Regions from separate parts of the Ovis aries genome. Here region 1 is linked to region 2. A link is a contact called in public Hi-C data. All regions are on one chromosome and are shown on one strand. The core of a region is the stretch at or near the end of the contact, and the rest is flanking DNA. Distances in the headings are between cores, read along the strand shown. Region 1 has its middle 88 kb from the start of KIF5B. Region 2 overlaps EPC1 (enhancer of polycomb homolog 1).

Region 1 (4,128 bases), core at 1,041-3,540, 68 kb before region 2:
TCTATTTTTTGTACTTGCCGCCCAAGCTGTGCTGTGCTTAGCTGCTCAGTTGTGTCCAACTTTGAGACCCCATGGACTGTAGCCTGCCAGGTTCCTCTGTCCATGGCGATTCTCCAGACAACAGTATTGGAGTGGGTTGCCATGCCCTCCTCCAGGGATCTTCCCGACACAGGGATCAAACCCAGTTCTCCAATACTGCAGGCGGATTCCTTACCATCTAAGCCACCGGGGAAGCCCTGGCACCCAAGAGAAGCCACCGTGGAAGTTGCCTGCATTGTTGCACGTAGCGGTCTGGCCACCTAGCGGTCTGGAATGTGCGCCTCTTTGCTCGCTCCCAGGTGTAGCTGATGCTCCTGGTCTGTGGACCACACTTCAAGTAACAAGGATGTAACATGTGCTTATCAAATGGGAGGCTTAATTTTTTTTTAAACTTATAACTTAAAAGTTTGAAATAGTTTTGTGTTTGCAAGGACTGATGCTGAAGCTGAAGCTCCAATACTAGGGCCACCTGATATGAAGAGCAGATTCCTTAGAAAAGATCCTGATGCTGGGAAAGATTGAAGGCAGGAGGTGAAGGGGATTACAGAGGATGAGATGGTTGGATGGCATCACTGGCTTAATGAACATGAGTTTGAGCAGGCTCTGGGAGATAGTGAAGGACAGGGAAGCCTGGAGTGCTGCAGTTCATGGGGTCCCAGACAGTGGGACACGACTGACTGACTGGCTGAACAACAACAAAAAATTGTGCAAGGAATTCCTAGAGACTCCCTACTCAGCTTTCCCAAATTTAAATATATATTTAAGTATATTTAATCATAGCAGGAGAAAGCAATGGCACCCCACTCGAGCACTCTTACCTGGAAAATCCCAGGAGGAGCCTGGTGCGCTGCAGTCCATGGGGTCGCTAAGAGTCGGACACGACTGAGTGACTTCACTTTCACTTTTCACTTCCATGCATTGGAGAAGGAAATGGCCACTTATTCCAGTGTTCTTGCCTGGAGAATCCCAGGGACGGGGAAGCCTGGTGGGCTGCTGTCTATGGGGTCGCACAGAGTTGGACACGACTGAAGCGACTTAGCAGCAGCAGCAGCAGCAATTTTAGCAGGAGCTTTCCCTTCCCCAGTAGCTCAGTGGTAAAGAATCCACCTTTGATGCAGAAGATGCAGAAGATGCTGCGGTTTCGATCCCTGGGTTGGGAAGTTCGGCTGGGGGGCATGGCAGCCCACTCCAGTATTCTTGCCTAGCAGAATCCGTGGACAGAGAAGCCTGGCAGGCTACAGTCCAGAGGGTCGCACACTGAGGTGACTGAACAATCATAGTACAATTATCAAAACAAGAACTTTTTCTTTTGGTGCTGTGCCCCACAGCTTGTATGATCTTAGTTCCCTGGTGAGGGATAGAACCCAAGTTCTTGGCAGTGAAAGTTTAGAGTCCTAACCAACCACTGGATCTCCAGGCAATTACAGGCAAGGACCTTGAATTATAGTTGATGTACCATATTATGTTAGTTTCAGGGGTATAACATTTGTGATTTGACATTTACATACGTTATGGAATGATTACCATGGTAAGCCTAGTGACCATCTGTGCCCACACAGTTATTCTCATATTATGGACCGTATTCCAAAACTGACATGGAAATACTATTAACTAATCCTCAGACATTTTTCAAATGTCATCAGTTGCCTCACGAATATCCTTTTCCTGGACCAGGATCCATCCAGGATCACATATCGTACTTAATCGTCCTGCCCCTTCGACCTCCTTTGATCAGGGACAGAGACCACGAGAGCCTTTCAGCGACAGATGGTGATGACAATGATGACAAACCACTTGAATTTCTGGCTCATCCTTGAATTCATGTGATTCTCAGACATCAGTGTTCGTAAGACACATGGGAGGAGCTTGTTTTGCACATTTGCTCCCAGAGAAACTGAATTTGGAGGGTTTGGGTGATGTTTGGGAATGTGCGTTTTTATCAGTGTGCAAGGGGACTCTGATGCAAGCTGTCAGATGGAGAACCGGGTGAGGCCAACTCGGCTGCAGGTAGCGCTTGCTGTGCCGTCTTTCCTTCCGCAAGAACAAGCTGCCTCTATTTCTTAGAAACATTTTCTGAGACGTCTCGCTGACTTGGCGCATTTCTAGAGACAGTGCAGACCTGCTCCCCACCCTTACCCCCCTCATAACACAAGTGCGGGCACGGCAGCTCGCCCTGCTCTGTGCTTCGCCCGGCTGCCTCTCCTTTCCCACCGCTTCTGGGCAGCTCTAGGTCTGGGTTCACTCTTCCTCAAAACTTGCCACAAGGGGGCACCGGTGATTTCCTCCTAGTGCTAAGTGAAGTGAAAGTCACTCAGTCCCGTCCACTCTTGCTCTTTGTGACTCCATGGACTGTATGAATTCTCCAGGCCAGAACACTGGAGTGGGTAGCCTTTCCCTTCTCCAGGGGATCTCCCCAACCCAGGGATCAAACCCAGGTCTCCCACACTGCAGACAGATCCTTTACCAGCTGAGCCATCAAGGAAGCCCAAGAATACTGGAGTGGGTATCCCTTCTCCAGCGGATCTTCCCGACCCAGGAATGGAATCAGGGTGTCCTGCATTGCAGGCCAATTCTCTACCAACTGAGCTATCAGGGAAGCCCCCTCATGCTAAGAGTGCGCCTCAAAGTTGCCAGATTAGTAAACAATTAGCAGGTGTTTGAAGAAGGAGTCCTAGGGCGTCTTATCAATCACTTCATGGCCTTAACTATCTGGATCTTTTTCCTTTGATGGCATTAGGATGACTCTGGAACCATTCCTTGCTTTGGGCCACCATTCCATTAATAATTAGATTTATTTGCATAGAGTTGGGTGGTGTGCAGGCTTGGTTGGGTTTGCAGGGATTTGGTCTGGGCTGTCCTAGGCAGCAAGGACACAGAATAATGCAGCAGTCGGGTAGACGCTGGAACAGAACGGTAGACTTGACACACTGTCCGCATCAGGTCTTGATGATCTTTTTTTGCATCCATTTCCCCTAGGACCAGTGAACAGAACTAACACTCTTGACATGACTCAGTGCCTACCCTTAACATCCCCTAGCACCATGCCCGTGGTGAGTTTATTGTTCAGTGGCAGGCAAGACCCAGAGTTATGACTGTGCTGGCCATAGTGGAGGGCTGGTAAATGTTTGGCAACCAGCACTACAAACAAAAACAACAGAAAAAAAATTGTAGTGTTTACCAATTTCTTGGATGCCAAATATTCCCATCATGGCCAATTTCAAGCTATTAATAAACTGTGGAAAATTCTGAGAGAGATGGGAATACCAGACCACCTGATCTGGCTCTTGAGAAATCTGTATGCAGGTCAGGAAGCAACAGTTAGAACTGGACATGGAACAACAGACTGGTTCCAAATAGGAAAAGGAGTACGTCAAGGCTGTATATTGTCACCCTGCTTATTTAACTTCTATGCAGAGTACATCATGAGAAACGCCGGGCTGGAAGAAGCACAAGCTGGAATTAAGATTGCCGGGAGAAATATCAATAACCTCAGATATGCAGATGACACCACCCTTATGGCAGAAAGTGAAGAGGAACTAAAAAGCCTCTTGATGAAAGTGAAAGAGGAGAGTGAAAAAGTTGGTTTAAAGCTCAACATTCAGAAAATGAAGATCATGGCATCTGGTCCCATCACTTCATGGGAAATAGATGGGGAAACAGTGGAAACAGTGTCAGACTTTATTTTTTTGGGCTCCAAAATCACTGCAGATGGTGACTGCAGCCATGAAATTAAGACGCTTACTCCTTAGAAGAAAAGTTATGACCAACCTAGATAGCATATTCAAAAGCAGAGACATTACTTTGCCAACAAAGGTCCGTCTAGTCAAGGCTATGGTTTTTCCAGTAGTCATGTATGGTTGTAAGAATTGGACTGTGAAGAAAGCTGCTGCTGCTGCTAAGTCACTTCAGTCATGTCCGACTCTGTGCGACCCCAGAGACGGCAACCCACCAGGCTCCCCCGTCCCTGGGATTCTCCAGGCAAGAACACCGGAGTGGGTTGCCATTTCCTTCTCCAGTGCATGAAAGTGAAAAGTGAAAGTGAAGTCACTCAGTTGTGTCCGACTCTTAGCGACCCCATGGACTGCAGCC
Region 2 (4,167 bases), core at 1,408-3,907:
ACTCCCAAACTCTTCTGCTGTTCTCTAGTATTAAGATTTATCGGTAGGTAAACGCTTTACAGTCTCAAGTTCTTTCAACTTTCCCTCCTCTTCTCACCCTACTTTGAGGCTGGAGCCCTTCCAAGAAGCTGCTTATCTCCCCAAGTCCCACACACGCATAGACAGGTAAAGGCCCTCCTTGCTCCCCATTGCCTCTTGGCTGTCCTTCCAGAAACCGTAAACCCTCGGATGTCCACACCATCACTCCTCCTTCCCAGAGTGGCTGCATCCACCCTGCTGCTGGCAGCGCTCATGGTCTTCCTCTCAGCCACCCCCACCGCGGGCATCATCCTTAGTGATGGATGATACACCTCCTAGCATGACCCTCTCACTCGCACTGACTTACTTTTCCTCTATGCCCTCTCAGTCCCCGCTCCTGTGGTTACCTCTAGACCTGCCTTAACCAGTAACTGTGATACCTCTAAAATCTAAGTTCAAGCATTTCACTCTAACTGCCCCCCTGCTGACTTAAGTCTCACTCATTCCAGAATGCCTCCTCCCAACAACGCTGTTGCAGGGCAGCCTGCGCTTCCCCTAGCCTGCACCAGCTCCCTGAGGTCTTCTTCCCTCATTACCCAGTTCAGACCACAGGTCTATCGTGCTCATCTATCTTACATAGGGTAATCTCCTCATCCCCCTTTTCCCCTCCTTTGTACTTGCTGGGCAAACCTCAACTGCACAAGAACCTTATTATATACCTACTTTAGTCTTGAACTTGAGTTGAATATCTGAATTCATATGCCCAAGTGAGTGGACTGGTCTCAATTTAAATGATCACAAATACTGAGCCCCAGCTGATTCATCACATCTTGTTACATTTCTCTAGTAAGTGAGCATCTCACACTCACCTCTGTCTCACAGGCTCCCACACTCTGAGGCGATGACCTCACCTCATACATCATAAAGAAAAAAGAACCAGAGGAAACACACCCCCATCCTCCCCCTGTCAATGCTCAAACCTGTGTACCGTATCCTTTCATACTTCTAAAAAGGAAAAAGTACTTCTGCTCTAATCAGTGACCAATCCCTCCAAGAAATTAATCCAGGGAAAGATAGCAACCAGTTTTTATGAATAAAGCCCTTGAGGAGAAGAGGAAATAGGATTATCTTACTCTTTTCAAAGACATCAGTCCAACTAGTATATTAGTTCTAATAACTTATTTATAATAGCTGTTTTAACATTTTTGTTTACTAATTTTATTATCTGGGTTATTTCTACGTCTCTTTTTGTTGATAACTCTTCCTTAGTTGTTAGCTAGCTTTTCCAGCTTCTCTGCATCTCTGATTTTCTTTTTAATGGACACCAAACATTAGTTTTATGCTGTAGGACCTTCTAGTATCCCTTTAAGCACTGTGGGGCTTTCTTCTGGGACACAGCTATCTGAAATTAGTTGGCTCTTTTGGAGGACAGTGTTTGGTCTTTATTAGGGTGAGCCCAGAACAGTTTACTCTAGAATAGCCCTCTGGGAACTTGTATCGGATGCCCTCTGCATTAGATCTTTCCACTCTGGTCAGTGAGGACCCAACTTCCTGCCCAATGTGAGGTCCCGGGAACGTCCCTCCTCCCTTCCAGCTGTTTCCCCGAAGACAGGCTCAGATCACTTTTCAGCTGGAGAGCCCAGGGACCTCTCTGTAGACCTTTTCCTGTGGCCTGGGAACTCTTGAGGGAGTGGCCGGTGCAATGGAGGACTCAGCTTTGCTTCCCTGGTTTCCGTCCACTATAACTTTGGAACGCATTAAAAAAAAAAATCATTTGTTGATTTCCCCATGCCCTCCCCAGCCATTTCTTCAGCTCCTCTCATAGCAGAACTATTCCAAGGAGTCATCCAAACTTGCACCGACCCTTTATCTTACAGTATTTCTTCTGTCCCAATCACGACTTCCTTCCCACCACACTATCAAGATAGGCCAACGGCATGCATCAGGTTGGATGGCCACCTTCCCTCACTCATCTGCCCAGGGGCCACAGCTGCCACATGTCCTGCCCTCTTGAGACAGCTCTAGACTCACTTTCCTCCTAATCCTCTAAGAGCTTCTCCTCTGTCTGAGGCTCGATGCAGTTTTAAGACACACCCACATCCCAAAGGCTTTCAGATTGACAGTACAGCCCGTGATGTCTGAATCGCACCTGCAGTGCAGACTGTTCTAAAGCATTACATTCTTGCACAGGCAACTAAACGTGAAGAAGAGGCACTGCAAACTGAGTAACTCCATCCTTCACAAACCCTCCCTCTTGCATTTTTCCCTCCGTCAGTAAGCCACCTAATCACCCGTCCACCCAGCTGCTCAAGGTAAAAATCAGCGATTACGACAGAGAGTGAGAGGGTTGGATGGCATCACCGACTCAATGGACAAGAGTCTGAGTAAACTCCGGGAGTTGGCGATGGACAGGGAGGCCTGGCGTGCTGCAGTCCATGGGGCTGCAAAGAGTGGGCACGACTGAGTGACTGAACTGAACTGAAGCCTTGATTCTCTTTCTCCCTCTAGTATGTTCTGATCTGTCAGCCAAGCTCTGCTGGTTCTACCTTCAAAATGTGCCTCTAGTCCATCCACGTCTCCTCGTCCCTACCACCACCTAGGTCAGAGCCACTCCTGCCCAGTACGACTCATTCTGCACACCACAGTGACAATAACCTTGAAAAACAGAATTCAGATCATGTCCTCTCTTGTCTGAAACTCGCTTATTACTTCATTTCAAAACAATCCAAACTCCGTGGGAAGTGAAGTGAAGTCGCTCAGTCATGTCCGACTCTTAGTGACCCCATGGACTGTAGCCTACCAAGCTCCTCCGTCCATGCGATTTTCCAGGCAAGAGTACTGGAGTGGGTTGCCATTGCCTTCTCCAGAGGATCTTCCCCACCCAGGGATCGAACCCAGGTCTCCTGCATGTAGGCAGATGCTTTACCGTCTGAGCCACCAGGGAAGTACAGTCGCCTGTAACAACTCACCAGAAATGGGCCCGACTGCCTCTGGGCCCTTCGCTCACACTCCTCGACCCTCTCCACATTGCCCCCGCCGCACTGGCCGTGTACGCCCTGTGCCTCAGGTCTGCCTGGAATGTTCTCCTTCAGATCTTCAGAGCGCTGGCTCCTCCCTCGTCAAGTTTCAGGGCCCATTCTTTGACCCTCTCACACACAGAATTCTCCTCCTTCCACCAGAAACTCTGTGCTGTCTTGATCCACTGCCACTTCTATTCATTTGCTTTTTGTCTGTGTCTTCCCATTAGAATTCAATCATTCAATTAAACAAAGACCGGACACTTACTATGTGCCAGGCACAATTTCAGGTGCTGAAAATACACCTATGAATAAAGCAGACACAAAGTCCCACCCTCACAGAGCCTGCATGCTAGAACACAAGATCCATGAGAAAGAGAACTGTTTGTTCACTGTCGGATCCACAGGACCTGTAACAGTCCTGGGCTCACTGTAAGTGCACAATAAATATTCGCACTCTGAAAAGTAAATGAAAATGGATTTATCTGTATTTTCTTAAGTCTCTGTACAATATACTTCAAAAAAGCCATATTTATATTTTCTTTCCCTTTCAGACTCTATTACTCTATAGTAATTACTTTTACAGTAAAAGCATGAATTTGAAACCCTCAATACAAAATTCTGCCTCTAATTTCAAATTCTCCTAACAGTAAAAATGTTCTACACTCACTTATATTTTTTAAGTCCTTTAAAACATAAGCTTTCTAGACTAAACTGGAACTAATTACCCATGTACCCAGACTACTTTTACTTCTGTGTAAACTGTTTATGTGTGCAAATGAAGCCATCAACTAATTTAAAAAATTGATTATTATAAAATACATATGGAAACGGATCTAGTGCAGGGATAATATAATATACCCATTATCACAGAAAATTATCAGAACCCTACTTCATCTTGCAGTTAAGAAAACCCAGGTGCACGAGAGCACACAAACTCAAGTGTACATATACACACACATGGGCAGACAGCTGGAAGTGGGGTGAGGGCTTAGGTCTAATAACTCCCAGTCTGATGCTTTCTCCAATTAATAATTACCTAAAGATACAGCTTTCTACACCTACATCATACAACTCTCACATCTACACTAGACAACTCTAAAAACAAAGGACTGTACAAATGTAAGTGGTT

What was found. Hi-C and Micro-C count contacts between places; a contact is called where the count stands out from the background.
Region 1: a contact with region 2 is called in a Hi-C map of blood, with 2.9 times the contacts expected there. The contact joins two enhancer-like sites. A contact is called at or near these places in 12 of 16 Hi-C or Micro-C datasets (blood, hypothalamus, liver and 6 more).

What each region holds. Positions count from the first base shown.
Region 1 is chr13:32,605,008-32,609,135 of ARS-UI_Ramb_v3.0, reverse strand. No RefSeq gene overlaps it. Among named protein-coding and RNA genes, the nearest start is that of KIF5B, 88 kb to the left of the region's middle. Within about 2 kb of position 2,290, at least 8 of the 54 cell types and tissues checked have an H3K27ac peak or open chromatin away from gene starts, as enhancers often do.
Region 2 is chr13:32,537,676-32,541,842 of ARS-UI_Ramb_v3.0, reverse strand. The region is part of intron 1 of EPC1 (enhancer of polycomb homolog 1); the gene reads right to left. Among named protein-coding and RNA genes, the nearest start is that of EPC1, 38 kb to the right of the region's middle. Within about 2 kb of position 2,657, at least 3 of the 54 cell types and tissues checked have an H3K27ac peak or open chromatin away from gene starts, as enhancers often do.